Linked DNA regions of Mus musculus: regions 2 and 3 are each linked to region 1. A link is a contact called in public ChIA-PET and HiChIP or PLAC-seq data. All regions are on one chromosome and are shown on one strand. Each heading gives the region's core, a stretch centred on a gene start, on an enhancer-like site or on the middle of the called end of the contact. The rest is flanking DNA. Distances are from core to core; before and after follow the strand shown.

Region 1 (3,731 bases), core at 808-3,307:
TGGATACTCGTTACAAAGGCATGAGGCCGAGAGTTCAAGCTCCAGAACCCACATTAATAAAATACATTTTTTAAAAAAGGCACAGGATGGAGAGATGGCTCAGCGGGTAAGAGCACTGACTGCTCTTCCAAAGGTCCTGAGTTCAAATCCCAGCAACCACATGGTGGTTCACAACCACCCATAATGAGATCTGACGCCCTCTTCTGGTGCATCTGAAGACAGCTACTGTGTGCTTATGTATAATAATAAATACATCTTTGGGCCAGAGCGAGCAGGGACTGGAGTGAGCGGCGCCGACCGGAGCAAGCGGGGTCGAACAGAGCGAGCAGAGGTCCTAAATTCAATTCCCAACAACCACATGAAGGCTCACAACCATCTGTACAGCTACAGTGTACTCATATACATAAAATAAATAAATCTTAAAAAGAAAAAAGAAAAAAGTCAGGCATAGCATTATGGTCTAGTAGTCCTGATGCTGGGGAGGCAGATGCTCACTGTCTCTGGCTTGCCCAGCCCACTTGGGGAGTTCCAAGCCAATGAGAGACTCTGTCTGTGAAGAACAAGAAAGGAGGTTGTCCTTTGGCCTCCTCCTCCTCCACCACACACACACACACACACACACACACACACACACACACTTCACCTCCCATTCTCTCTCTTGAAGTCCCCTTATTCCAAACCTCACAGCTAGTCAGCCCCAAGAAACCGCACATCTGAGGAAGAACAGTAACAAAAAGCCCCTCCCTCACCAGCCCTCTATGCTGAACACAGGCAGACAAGAGCCTAAAGTGATGGCCAGGACCCAGACCTTCCCAAGCCCCTCTGAGCCAGCCAGGCACACAGGCAACCTCCCAGCTCTGAAGAGTAGATCTGGGAGTCACAATCACCAGCCACCTACACAAACTCAGAATCAGCGGCTGAAACAGCTCCAGGAGGAGGCAAAACCCAGAGAGATTTGTGGAACCCACAGTGCGGTCCCACGGATCAGTCACGGATGGGTGAGTCACTAGCCACGCCTCTTGCCTCCACTCCACCATCCACTTTGGGGGATAAATGGAGTGCGCATTTCAGGGCCCGGGAAGTAGATTTTCCCAGCATGTACTGCGTTCTCTCTTCCATTTCTAGCACTACTCAAGAGGGTACAAAGTATCACCAACGTGATACTTTGCACGTGCCTGTAATTGCAACACTGTAGAAGCTGAGGCAGGAGGATGCTACATCCAAGTTCAAGGCCAACCTGGGCTATAGAGACCAACTCTGTCTCAAAGAGGAAAAAAAAAAACACCATATTAAAAAAATAAAAAATAAAATAAAGATCTCGGAAGCTGGAGAGGTGACTCAGTGGTTAAGAGAAGTGGCTGCTTTTCCAGAGGACCCAAGTTCAATTCTCGACACCCACATGACAGCTCACAACCGTCTGTAACTCCAGCTCCAGGGATCCAATACCCTCACACAGACATACACACAGGCAAAACACCAATCGTGCATTTAAAATAAACGTTTTTAAAAGTCTCTTTCATCCTCTGCAACTCGCCTGTGTCAAGAGCGTCCACATGGCTAAAGGCAAGTAGCTTACTGTTCTCAACAAAGCATATCTAAGAGTACAGTAAACGTGCCCACCTTATTCCCACTGGCTAGGTCTCAAAAGAGCAAAATAAACCAGTATGGGCCCCCACCCAGTCTTGAGGGACTAACAGGAAGCTGGAGACACAGAAATCACCTCAGCTCTTCAACACCCAGTACCCCCCCAGGCTGCACCCCCACTTTGGCCTATGGGCTCAAGGAGCTAGCTATCCAGCAGCAACGGCTGCATTGTCACCAAGGGGCTGATGCATTTCAGTGGCCAACACTACTGACCACCCACTTCCTGCAGCTTAGTCTAAGCATTGCAAACTTAGCGAACAACGGACCATTTGCACAGGAGGACTAAGGCAGACCACCAGGTCACCGCCCTTTCTCTTCAGTCACCCTGACTTGACAGGCATAGAACATACTTCATTCGGGCTTGCTTGATGACCTTCAAGAAGGAAGTGGTTTATTAAACCCCGCTGCCAGGCAGGAAGAGGACAGTCAGTGGCTCGACCAGAGTGACGTCAGACTAAAAGGCAAGACTCCTCATCTCGGGGGAGGCCTAGGATCAGGGTTTGTCAGCTACTGGGTGACTTTGTGACTTTGGTGTGCAACTCAAGTGGGGAACTGTTGCTGTTGGAAGCCACCAAGAAAGTCTGGGGCTGAAAACAAACAGGTCTTCTGGCTACAAGGAGGTATGTGCGGAGGAAGAGGGTGACAGCAACATGTCCTAGGAAAGCCACGCGAACAGGGAACGGGAAAGCAAGAGTCACCCTAGATGGCCGAAGAAAGAACTCTGGAGTCTTCTAGCCCTTTCTAGAGACTCCTTCGCACAGAACCTCACCAATATTTCCAATGTCTGCATCACTTGCCCATCTACCGAGATACCATCAGGGCTTTTAATCCACAGACCACAACAGAGATCTAGAGCATACCATCACCATCTGTTCCCATGGTCCAAGGAAGAGGGAGTCGGCTTCCCCCTTAGTTTCCAACCAGGGACCCTCTCTCCATCAGAGACAAGATGGAGTTCAACTCACAATTCAGTCCATGCAGGGGGTGGGGGTTAAGATAACGGGTAGCCGTAGCAAACAGAGCCCAATACTTAGGTCCAAACCAGGGCTTTCTGGGTGTCCCCAAGAAGCCAACACAGGCAGCAGCTGCTTCCTGGTGTCCCCTGAACTGGTCCTGAGGCCAGCCAACAAAACCAAAGCCAATTTTGCCAGAACTTGACCAGGAGAAAAACAGTTGAGAGGTCCTGGGGAAAATTAGCCTGTTGGTGAGCCCCAGGGTACCCTGGAATCAGGGTTGAAGAAGGTGAAAGCCTGACATACCTTGTCAACTCACTGACTTGAGGCACGGGGTGTCTGCTCTGGCTGCCATAAAACCCCATGGCTAGCAGAAGACTCAACATACAGTAGCTGCTCAACAAATATCAACTGGTTGATTCTCCTCGCAATGGCTAAATACAGAACAGCGATACCGGTAGGGACCAGACACAATACCTTACGCGGAATTCGGGATGTCATTGGTTTAAGGAGAGAGAACTGGGTAGAAAGAGGCATGCCAAGGATTCTATCTACTCCCTTCAAGTTTGCATCAGGATCTCCATTCACGGGACAAGCTGGACAAATCTAGAAGCCATTTGTAAGGCACTGTGTCCAGTCAATAACAAAAGCCATAGTGACACACTCACCCCACCCCACCCCACCCCCGCCACCACCTCCAGAGACCAGTGATTTCGAGGATGGTCCCCAGCCTATACGTGTGGGGTCTTAAAAGACCTTAGACTACCTAGCCCAGGCCCAGTTCATGCACCAAACCTCCAGCCACTCTCCTCTTCTAGTCCCCTCCCATCACATCAGCCTGGCATTCCTGGGAAAGACCAGCAAAATCCTGACCAGGAATCCATGATGCGTCTCACCAGCAGAGAAGCAAGAATCCCAGCACAGTGAGAAACTGAGTGAGGCTACCCTCCCTCCACTGCTTGTAAACCCGACATCTTTCTAGTGTCGTACCAGAAAATGCACAGGGAAAGGACATATCCCAATCCCCTCGCACAGCAATCTTAACGGATTCAGGTTTCACTTTATTAGACTATAATCCCATACTAGACATCTGCAGAGCCACTCAATAATCTCACTTATCAAAAGAGAGGAAGG
Region 2 (3,731 bases), core at 320-2,819, 210 kb after region 1:
GGTTTTCCTGTCATCTTAGCTCGGGGTCTGTGGGTGTCATCAGGCATTTGATGGGCGAGGGCTCAGGATATGAGTGGATAAGGTAACATATCTGTGATGATCTGCTGAGTGTATGTCCTCTCTCCCATGCTGTTCCTGTCTGTCTCCTAGGCCAGTGTCAGGGGCTGCAGGCATGCCAGGTTGCGGTAGATGGGACCTACTTTGGAGACCCGTGCCCCACCAGGGGTAGCTACCTGTGGGTGCAGTACCAGTGTCTAGAAGGTAAGTCTCCAACTGGGTGGGCGTGGGAATTTTCTTATTTCTCTTGTCTGTCGGCCTGAAATTCTCCTCCCCAAGTGACACTTCCCCGATAACAGCTTTCCTGTAGCCAGACATCTCTGTCTCCTGGTGTGTGTGTGTGTGTGTGTGTGTGTGTGTGTGTGTGTGTGTGTGTAGACATCTATGCCTCCTGGCCTGCTCTCTTGGAGTCATTTGTGTGTGCACACACACACATGCACACACACACACACACACACAATTTCTTTTAAAATTGATTAAAAATATTTTTATTTTATATGCATGAATGCTTTGCCTGCTTGTGTGTATGGGTGAAACACACACGTGGTGACTGCGGAGGTGAGAAGAGGCTGACAGCTCCCCTAGAATTGGAGTTACAGATGCCGTGAGCCTCCGTGAGGGAGCTGGGAACTGAACCCCGATCCTCTGCAAGAGCAACAAGCACCTGACCACTGAACCATCTCTCCAGCCCGAAGATTAAAACCCTAAAAGTCATGAAATAACCCACACTACCACCACTTGTAAAAATGTCGTGACATGTTTGCAGACATGACTATGAGTGAGTATATATGCATTCTGAACTAAAACATAATCATTTGAACAATATTAATCTATAGCCTGTCTTTTCTTTTTTTTTAAAAAAAGATTTATTTATTATATATAAGTACACTGTAGCTATCTTCAGACACACCAGAAGAGGGCATCGGATCCCATTACAGATGGTTGTGAGCCACCATGTGGTTGTTGGGACTCAGGGCCTCTGGAAGAGCAGTCAGTGGCCTCAGGGGCCATTTCTCCACCCCTATCTTTCCTTTTTCATTTGTAATATATCCCCGACATATCTCTAAGTCACTTCCTTACATTTTGGAGGGAAGAATGGCTTGGCTCTGTGACCCAGAGTTTAACCAGGGTCTTGGGTGCGAGCATGGCTGTGACGCTGTCCACTGAAGCATGGGCACTGTGCAGCGGTGGCCACACCACACTGGAGACAGTGACCCCCCCCCCCTCAGCCAGTAGCCTTCCACTGCCCATGGCTCCCTAGTGAAGGATAAGGCCCTATGAGACTCCCCCCAGTCTGTGGGGGACTTATGCTTGGCCTCAGTACTGTGTAAGCAACAGCCACAGTGCACACTTATCTTGAAGCGAACCTGGGATTCTTTTCAGAGAAGATATTGCTAGCTGTTAGCTAAGTGCATCTTAAGTGCCGCTAGACAGCACTAAATTACCCTCCCGAGGAGTTGCATTAATTCACTTTCCTACAAAGAGTACAGACGCCAACTTCCCTTAAGGGTGAGGCAAAGCTCTGTGCCATCCTGTGACAAATGACTCAGAAGAGCCACTTCTGCCCAGGGCATGAGCCATAAGGACCTGAGGGGAAAAGATGAATCATTGTGGGGAGGGGGTGTGAGGAGGGAGAGGCTCCTAAGGACATTGTGGGACAGGTACAGGAAGGGGAGGGTGGCAGCTGACAGGCTTTACCAGTGCCACTCGTTTGCTGGTTGTGCCTGGGAGAAGCAAAACCAGGGGTGATTCTCCCTCTCTTATTGTCTGGGAGGAGCAGGTCATATGCCTTGGCCCCGACTTTGGTGGCTTTGCTAGCAGACAAAGCGTGTCTTTTGGAGATCTGTCAACCGCAGTGTCACTGAAGTGTATCACTTAGGGCAGAGAAGGGTGTGGCAACCACATTTCATCCTGTCCCTGTGAGCCAGTTTGTTCTGATTAGAGCTGTCCTCTGACTCATGAAGAGGGACCAGAGGTCCCAGCTGCACTTTGAGCACCCCCTCACAGCTGAGGTGAGAGTCTGATGGTGACCCCCTCACAGCTGAGGTGAGAGTCTGAAGGTGACCCCCTCACAGCTGAGGTGAGAGTCTGATGGTGCTCTGCTTCATCCAGAGAGTCTTTTGCTTCCAATTTAGCGCCCAGGCATGGGAAGGCTGCAGTAAGCAGGTTTGCACAGGGCTGTGTGGAGCCCCAGCCAGTTCTGCTTGTCTCAACCCACCCTACTCCAGTTTTTGAAATTCAAGGCTTACAATGTTTAATATGAACCAGTTTACAGCAACTCATTTGCCACTTTTAGCCATTCTTTTGTTTGTTTGTTTTTTGTTTTTGTTTTTCGAGACAGGGTTTCTCTGTATAGTCCTGGCTGTCTGGAACTCACTCTGTAGACCAGGCTGGCCTCGAACTCAGAAATCCGCCTGCCTCTGCCTCCCAAATGCTGGGATTAAAGGTGTATGCCACCATGCCCGGCACTTTTAGCCATTCTTAAAGGAAGTTTTTTGGGGGACGGGGGTGTTGTTTGTGTTAGTAGTTTTAGCCATTATAAAATAGACTTGGGGACTGGAGAGATGGCTCAGCGGTTAAGAGCACTGACTGCTCTTCTGGAGGTCTTGAGTTCAAATCCCAGCAACCACATGGTGGCTCACAACCATCTATAATGAGATTGGATGTCCTCTTCTGTTGTGTCTGAAGACAGCTACAGTGTACTTACATATAATAAATAAATCTTTTTTTTAAAAAATAGACTTGGATAATTGGTGTCCCAGGTAAGTAAATTAAGGTGTATTATGAAGCTGTTAAACAGAAGAGCACAACTCTAGGACAGCCACAGACCAATCTCTGTGATGCATTAGGTTAAAAAATGCAAGGTGCTGGGTAGCAAACATGGCCCGCACCATTTGTCCATCTGTGCAAATAGAAGAACATGTGTGTTTGGGTGTGCTTGTGTGCCTGTATCTCTCTAAGAAACAATCCAGGATTATGGTGACAATGACTGCCACTAGTCATCAGAACAGGGGTCTTGAGGTGTGTGTGTGCTTTCAGAGGCTGGCCTTGATGTGGTGGAGTACCTGCCTTGTATGTGAGAGGTCCTGGCTTTGATTGCCCAACACCACAGATATCCAGGCATGCTTGTAATCTCAGCATTCCTGAGGCAGAGGCAGGAGGCTCAGAAGTTCAAGGTCTCTGGAACTATGTTTTGTGTTTGAGGGTGGAGATATATAGATCCTGTTTTTTTAAAAAAAAGTAAAAATTAAAATGAAAAACATTTAAAAGGTCAGAGAGGTGGCTCAACAGTAGAGGCTCTTGTGACCAGATGACCTGAGATCCATCCCTGAAGCCCACATGGCGCAAAGAGAGAACTGACTCATCCAGGTTGTCCTTTAACCTTCACACACACATGCATGCATGTTCATGTATGTGCCCCACACAATAGGTAAGTAAGCAAACAAACAAACAAAAAGAGCTCTCAAAAGTAAATATAATCAGGAGTCAGAGGTAAGCGGATCTCTGTGAGTCTGAAGCTAGCATGGTCTACACAGTGAGTGCCAGGACAGCCAGGGATATAGAACGAGACTCTTGTCTCAAGATAAAATAAAACAAAACAAAATAGTAAAACTATAACAAACTTTAAATGCCTTATAGAAAAGCAATGGCTACATGGGTAGAAGGATGTGAGT
Region 3 (3,731 bases), core at 887-3,386, 180 kb before region 1:
CCACTTGCAACAGAAACAAAAATGTGTTCCCACAGACAACAGCATGCCACATCTCTTGCTTGGGTCATTTAACATGTCTGGGGGACTTTCCCAGGCAGTCAGGGACCAGAGTTAGTTCGGGGCTAGTCTCAGGTCTTGATGCCCTGGGGAAATAGCTAGTACCTCCAGGTGTTCATCTGTTCATTTAGAGGTTTTTAAAGGATGTGCACAGACTAACCGGCTGGCAGACACTGTGCCTTCAAGAGACAGAAGTGAACTCCTGCCAGGCTGTCCCTGCCTGACCAAGGAGAAGAAGTGTGTTAAGCAGTCCTGAGCACAGAGAGGTAGCTGTGGTCAAAACGCCCATTTTCAGGAGCTAGAAAGCTGGTAGCTGGTGGCAGGGGGTGGGGGTCACACCGATTTCAGGGCAGAAGCAGATCCCTTTAATCCCAGCACTTGGGAGGCAGAGGCAGGAGGATTTCTGAGTTTGAGGCCAGCCTGGTCTACAGAGTGAGTTCCAGGACAGCCAAGGCTATACAGAGAAACCCTGTCTCGAAAACGAACAAACAAACAAAAACAAAAACAAAAAAATCAAAAAGGGGCGATCGATCCTTGAGACACTGCAGGAGTCTGAAGAATGCTCACAGTAGAGGATTTGGGTCGGGGACCCAACTCTTACCTTGTCCCTGTTCCACAGTGATTGTCAAAGCTCACACCTGGGCCACCACTGGAACAGCAACCCCAAAAAAAAAAAAAAAAAGCCACAGTAACCAACCAGGGTCAAGGGTGACAGCAACGGGAATGAGAGAGAGTACTTTATCCACCCTCACACCCGGGCTGGGGAAGAACCAGAGAGGGGTAGTTCAGAGGAACACATCTGAGATAGAAGCCTTCTTCAGCAGTCGTTAAGAAACTAGAAAGAAGGCTGGGCGGTGGCAGTGCATGCCTTTGATCACAGCACTCGGGAGGCAGAGACAGGAAGAGCTTTGTGAGTTCAAGGCCAGCCTGGTCTGCAGAGTGAGTTCCAGGACAGCCAGGGCTACACAGAGAAACCATGTCTGGAAACAACAGAAGGAGACCAGAAAGAAGGACATGACAGAACTACCGCCTGGGGGGTGGGGGGTAGCTCAGCTCTCGCTCAGTGTCTACAACCTGGAAACTTTAGGGCTCTCCTCATTCCCCTTCAAGGAGCAACCAGCAGGGGGCAGCCGAGCCCTAGCACTGTCCCTCCTCCACCCTTTCCATCTGCTGGCTGCTGTTTTCTGATACAAGCATGGCCCACAGAAATATTTGTGGAGCCCTCAAATGTGGGGCAGGGCAACACCCCAGCACTCCACTTCACCCAGTGGAGGAGCCTTGCCCAGATCTAGTGAGGGAGGAGGGCAGGCAGAAACCTCTTCTACTGCCCCCTCCTCCTTCCTTTCCTTCTCTCTTTGAGACAAGATCTCTGTAGCCCAGGTTAGCCTCTAACTCACTAAGTAATGGGGAATGACCTTGAACTCCTGGTCACTTTTGCCTCCATCCTCCAAGTGCCGGGGTTACAGTATTTATCGCCTTACCCAGTTCTATCTGGCACTTGGGAATGAACCCAGGACTTTGTGAAAGATAGACAAGCCTTCCACCAACTGAGCTATAGACCTAGCACAGAATTGGTGCTCTTTGCCCTCGGCTGGACCCTTCTGAAGGAGGAGATCTGCAGAACGCCCAGCTCCTGCAAGGATACTACAGTTCCGCACTGTAGATTCTAAGATTACAGTTTCTAGACCCCAAAGCGGGGGATCCAGGTTCCATCTCACAGAGTTTCCCGTCCTTCTACCTTCGAAGCCAATGCAAGAACGCAGCCACATCTGAGACCCAGGGGCGGGCAGGCAGGGAGCCCTCCTGGTCCTGGCACCCTGACTCCTCCTCCCTGCAGGAAGGACTGTGCTCCGGGCTGAGCTGCAGCCTGTGAGCCTCAGCCTACTCTGACTGCTACTGCCCTCCTTCCCAGCCTGGTGTGTGTGTGTGTGTGTGTGTGTGTGTGTGTGTGTGTGTGTGTGTGTGTGTGTGCGCGCGCGCGAGCGTGTTGAAGGGGGGAGCTCTGCAGCAGCTGCCTCCTGTAAGGGAAACTGGGTCTCCATGGTAACATTGACGTCAGGGGCCCAGGTTGGGAATGAGGCCTCCCGCCCCCAGTGGCCAGCTCAGCCCAGCCTCAGCCCTGATCTGCAGCAGCTGGGACCCCGGAGTGCTGAAGCCGCCGGCCTTGCCCTCTGATCTGACCCATTAGGGGATGCGGGGATGCCAGCGGCCCTCGACAGGTGCATGCATCCCGGTGGACCTTGCTACCTGTCCTCCTTTGGCAGCCCCCATTTTGTCCTCAAAGTGCCCTCAGCTGGTTGCTTGCTTAACAGACCCTGCTTCCTGCTCCATTTATCATCAGCCCCCTCCCACAGCGCATGTGCACTTAATGAGAATGGGGAAGAAGGTGCCGGGAAGGCAACCATTTCCCAGCTTATCATTTAGCGCACACCCCACTCTATACCCGACCCCAGTTCATTGTTCTGGGATAAAGATCCAAGAGGCCTTAGTTAGCCCTTCCTCTGCTGTGCAGATCTAGAGGTCTTCCCTCCGGTCTCTCCAGCCCTTCCCAAAAGCCTGGCCCTGCCTAAGGGTGTCCCGACATGCTCTCCCTCTGCCTGGAAGACTGGTTCATCTCCACTCTGGGGAGTCATTCCCAGAGTCTTCCCGTCTGGACTTAGGCAGCCTCTGAACCCAGGCTCCTCTCAGAGGTCCTGTGCCTTTTATCCACTCTCCTCATGGCTGCCTCCTCACTTAGACTGGGTGGGGCTTGAGGTCACAGATGGCTTGTGTTTTATACGTTCCTGAGTCCTTGAGGTGCCTGTGTACAATAGATGTATATGCTCTCTCTCTCTCTCTCTCTCTCTTTCTACACACACACACACACACACACACACACACACACACACACACACTGGTGAGATGGTTCAGTGAGTACGGACATTTGACCCCAGGTCTGGCAGTCTGACTTTTATTTACTTATTTATTTTTTCGAGACAGGGTTTTTCTGTGTCCCTGGCTGCCCTGGAACTCACTTTGTAGACCAGGCTGGCCTCGAACTCAGATATCCACCTGCCTCTGCCTCCAAAGTGCTGGGACTAAAGGCGTGTGCCATCATGCCCGGCTGACTTTTTTTTCTCTTCTATCTTTCTTTCTTTCTTTCTTTCTTTCTTTCTTTCTTTCTTTCTTTCTTTCTAGATTTATTTATTCTATATATGTGAGTATACTGTAGCTGTCTTCAGACACACCAGGAGAGGGTATCAGATCCCATTACAGATGGTTGTGAGCCACCATGTGGTTGCTGGGAATTGAACTCAGGACCTCTGGAAGAGCAGTCAGTGCTCTTAACCGCTGAGCCACCTCTCGGGCCCCAGGCCTAACAATCCCCAGGTGCCATGTGGTAGAGAAAGAGAACGCTCCCTTTCACAAGCTCTTCCTCGACCCTGCCGCCCCGCACTCCCCCCTCCCCCCCAATAAATGAACATAAAGTGTAATAAAAATCAACTTTGTGTGTGTCGTGCTGGGTGGGAATGGGATCCAGGGTCTCCTACAGCACCCTGAGCTACACATGGAGACAACCCCCCCCATACATTCTCACACAGCCCTGAGACTCAGTTCATACACACATCAGCCACATATACCTATGGTCCATACGCTAATGTTTATAGTGTCTCAGACTCACAGAGCCACCACAG

Evidence for each region. ChIA-PET counts read pairs in DNA pulled down with a chosen protein or histone mark. HiChIP or PLAC-seq counts read pairs in DNA pulled down with a chosen protein or histone mark.
Region 2: a contact with region 1 is called in an RNA polymerase II ChIA-PET map of effector CD8 T cells, with 43 read pairs. The contact joins two enhancer-like sites. A contact is called at or near these places in 1 of 39 promoter capture datasets (the 3T3-L1 cell line), 3 of 115 datasets of contacts at active chromatin or transcription factors (CD8 T cells, effector CD8 T cells and pancreatic cancer cells) and 1 of 9 other capture datasets (embryonic stem cells).
Region 3: a contact with region 1 is called in a BATF HiChIP or PLAC-seq map of CD8 T cells, with 7 read pairs. The contact joins two enhancer-like sites. A contact is called at or near these places in 4 of 484 Hi-C or Micro-C datasets (bone marrow-derived macrophages, cerebral cortex, embryonic stem cells and 1 more) and 12 of 115 datasets of contacts at active chromatin or transcription factors (CD8 T cells, bone marrow-derived macrophages, effector CD8 T cells and 8 more).

Annotation. Positions count from the first base shown.
Region 1 is chr8:117,286,452-117,290,182 of GRCm38.p6, reverse strand. The region is part of intron 1 of Cmip (c-Maf inducing protein); the gene reads right to left. Among named protein-coding and RNA genes, the nearest start is that of Gm51554, 27 kb to the left of the region's middle. Within about 2 kb of position 2,057, at least 95 of the 459 cell types and tissues checked have an H3K27ac peak or open chromatin away from gene starts, as enhancers often do. A contact at or near this core is called in CD8 T cells, bone marrow-derived macrophages, cerebral cortex and 3 more, where this site is marked.
Region 2 is chr8:117,072,654-117,076,384 of GRCm38.p6, reverse strand. Pkd1l2 (polycystic kidney disease 1 like 2) reads left to right here. Exons shown (of 43, transcript NM_029686.4): 4 at 151-261. Among named protein-coding and RNA genes, the nearest start is that of Pkd1l2, 7.9 kb to the left of the region's middle. Within about 2 kb of position 1,569, at least 101 of the 459 cell types and tissues checked have an H3K27ac peak or open chromatin away from gene starts, as enhancers often do. A contact at or near this core is called in CD8 T cells, effector CD8 T cells and pancreatic cancer cells, where this site is marked.
Region 3 is chr8:117,468,851-117,472,581 of GRCm38.p6, reverse strand. No RefSeq gene overlaps it. Among named protein-coding and RNA genes, the nearest start is that of Mir7078, 11 kb to the right of the region's middle. Within about 2 kb of position 2,136, at least 155 of the 459 cell types and tissues checked have an H3K27ac peak or open chromatin away from gene starts, as enhancers often do. A contact at or near this core is called in CD8 T cells, bone marrow-derived macrophages, cerebral cortex and 1 more, where this site is marked.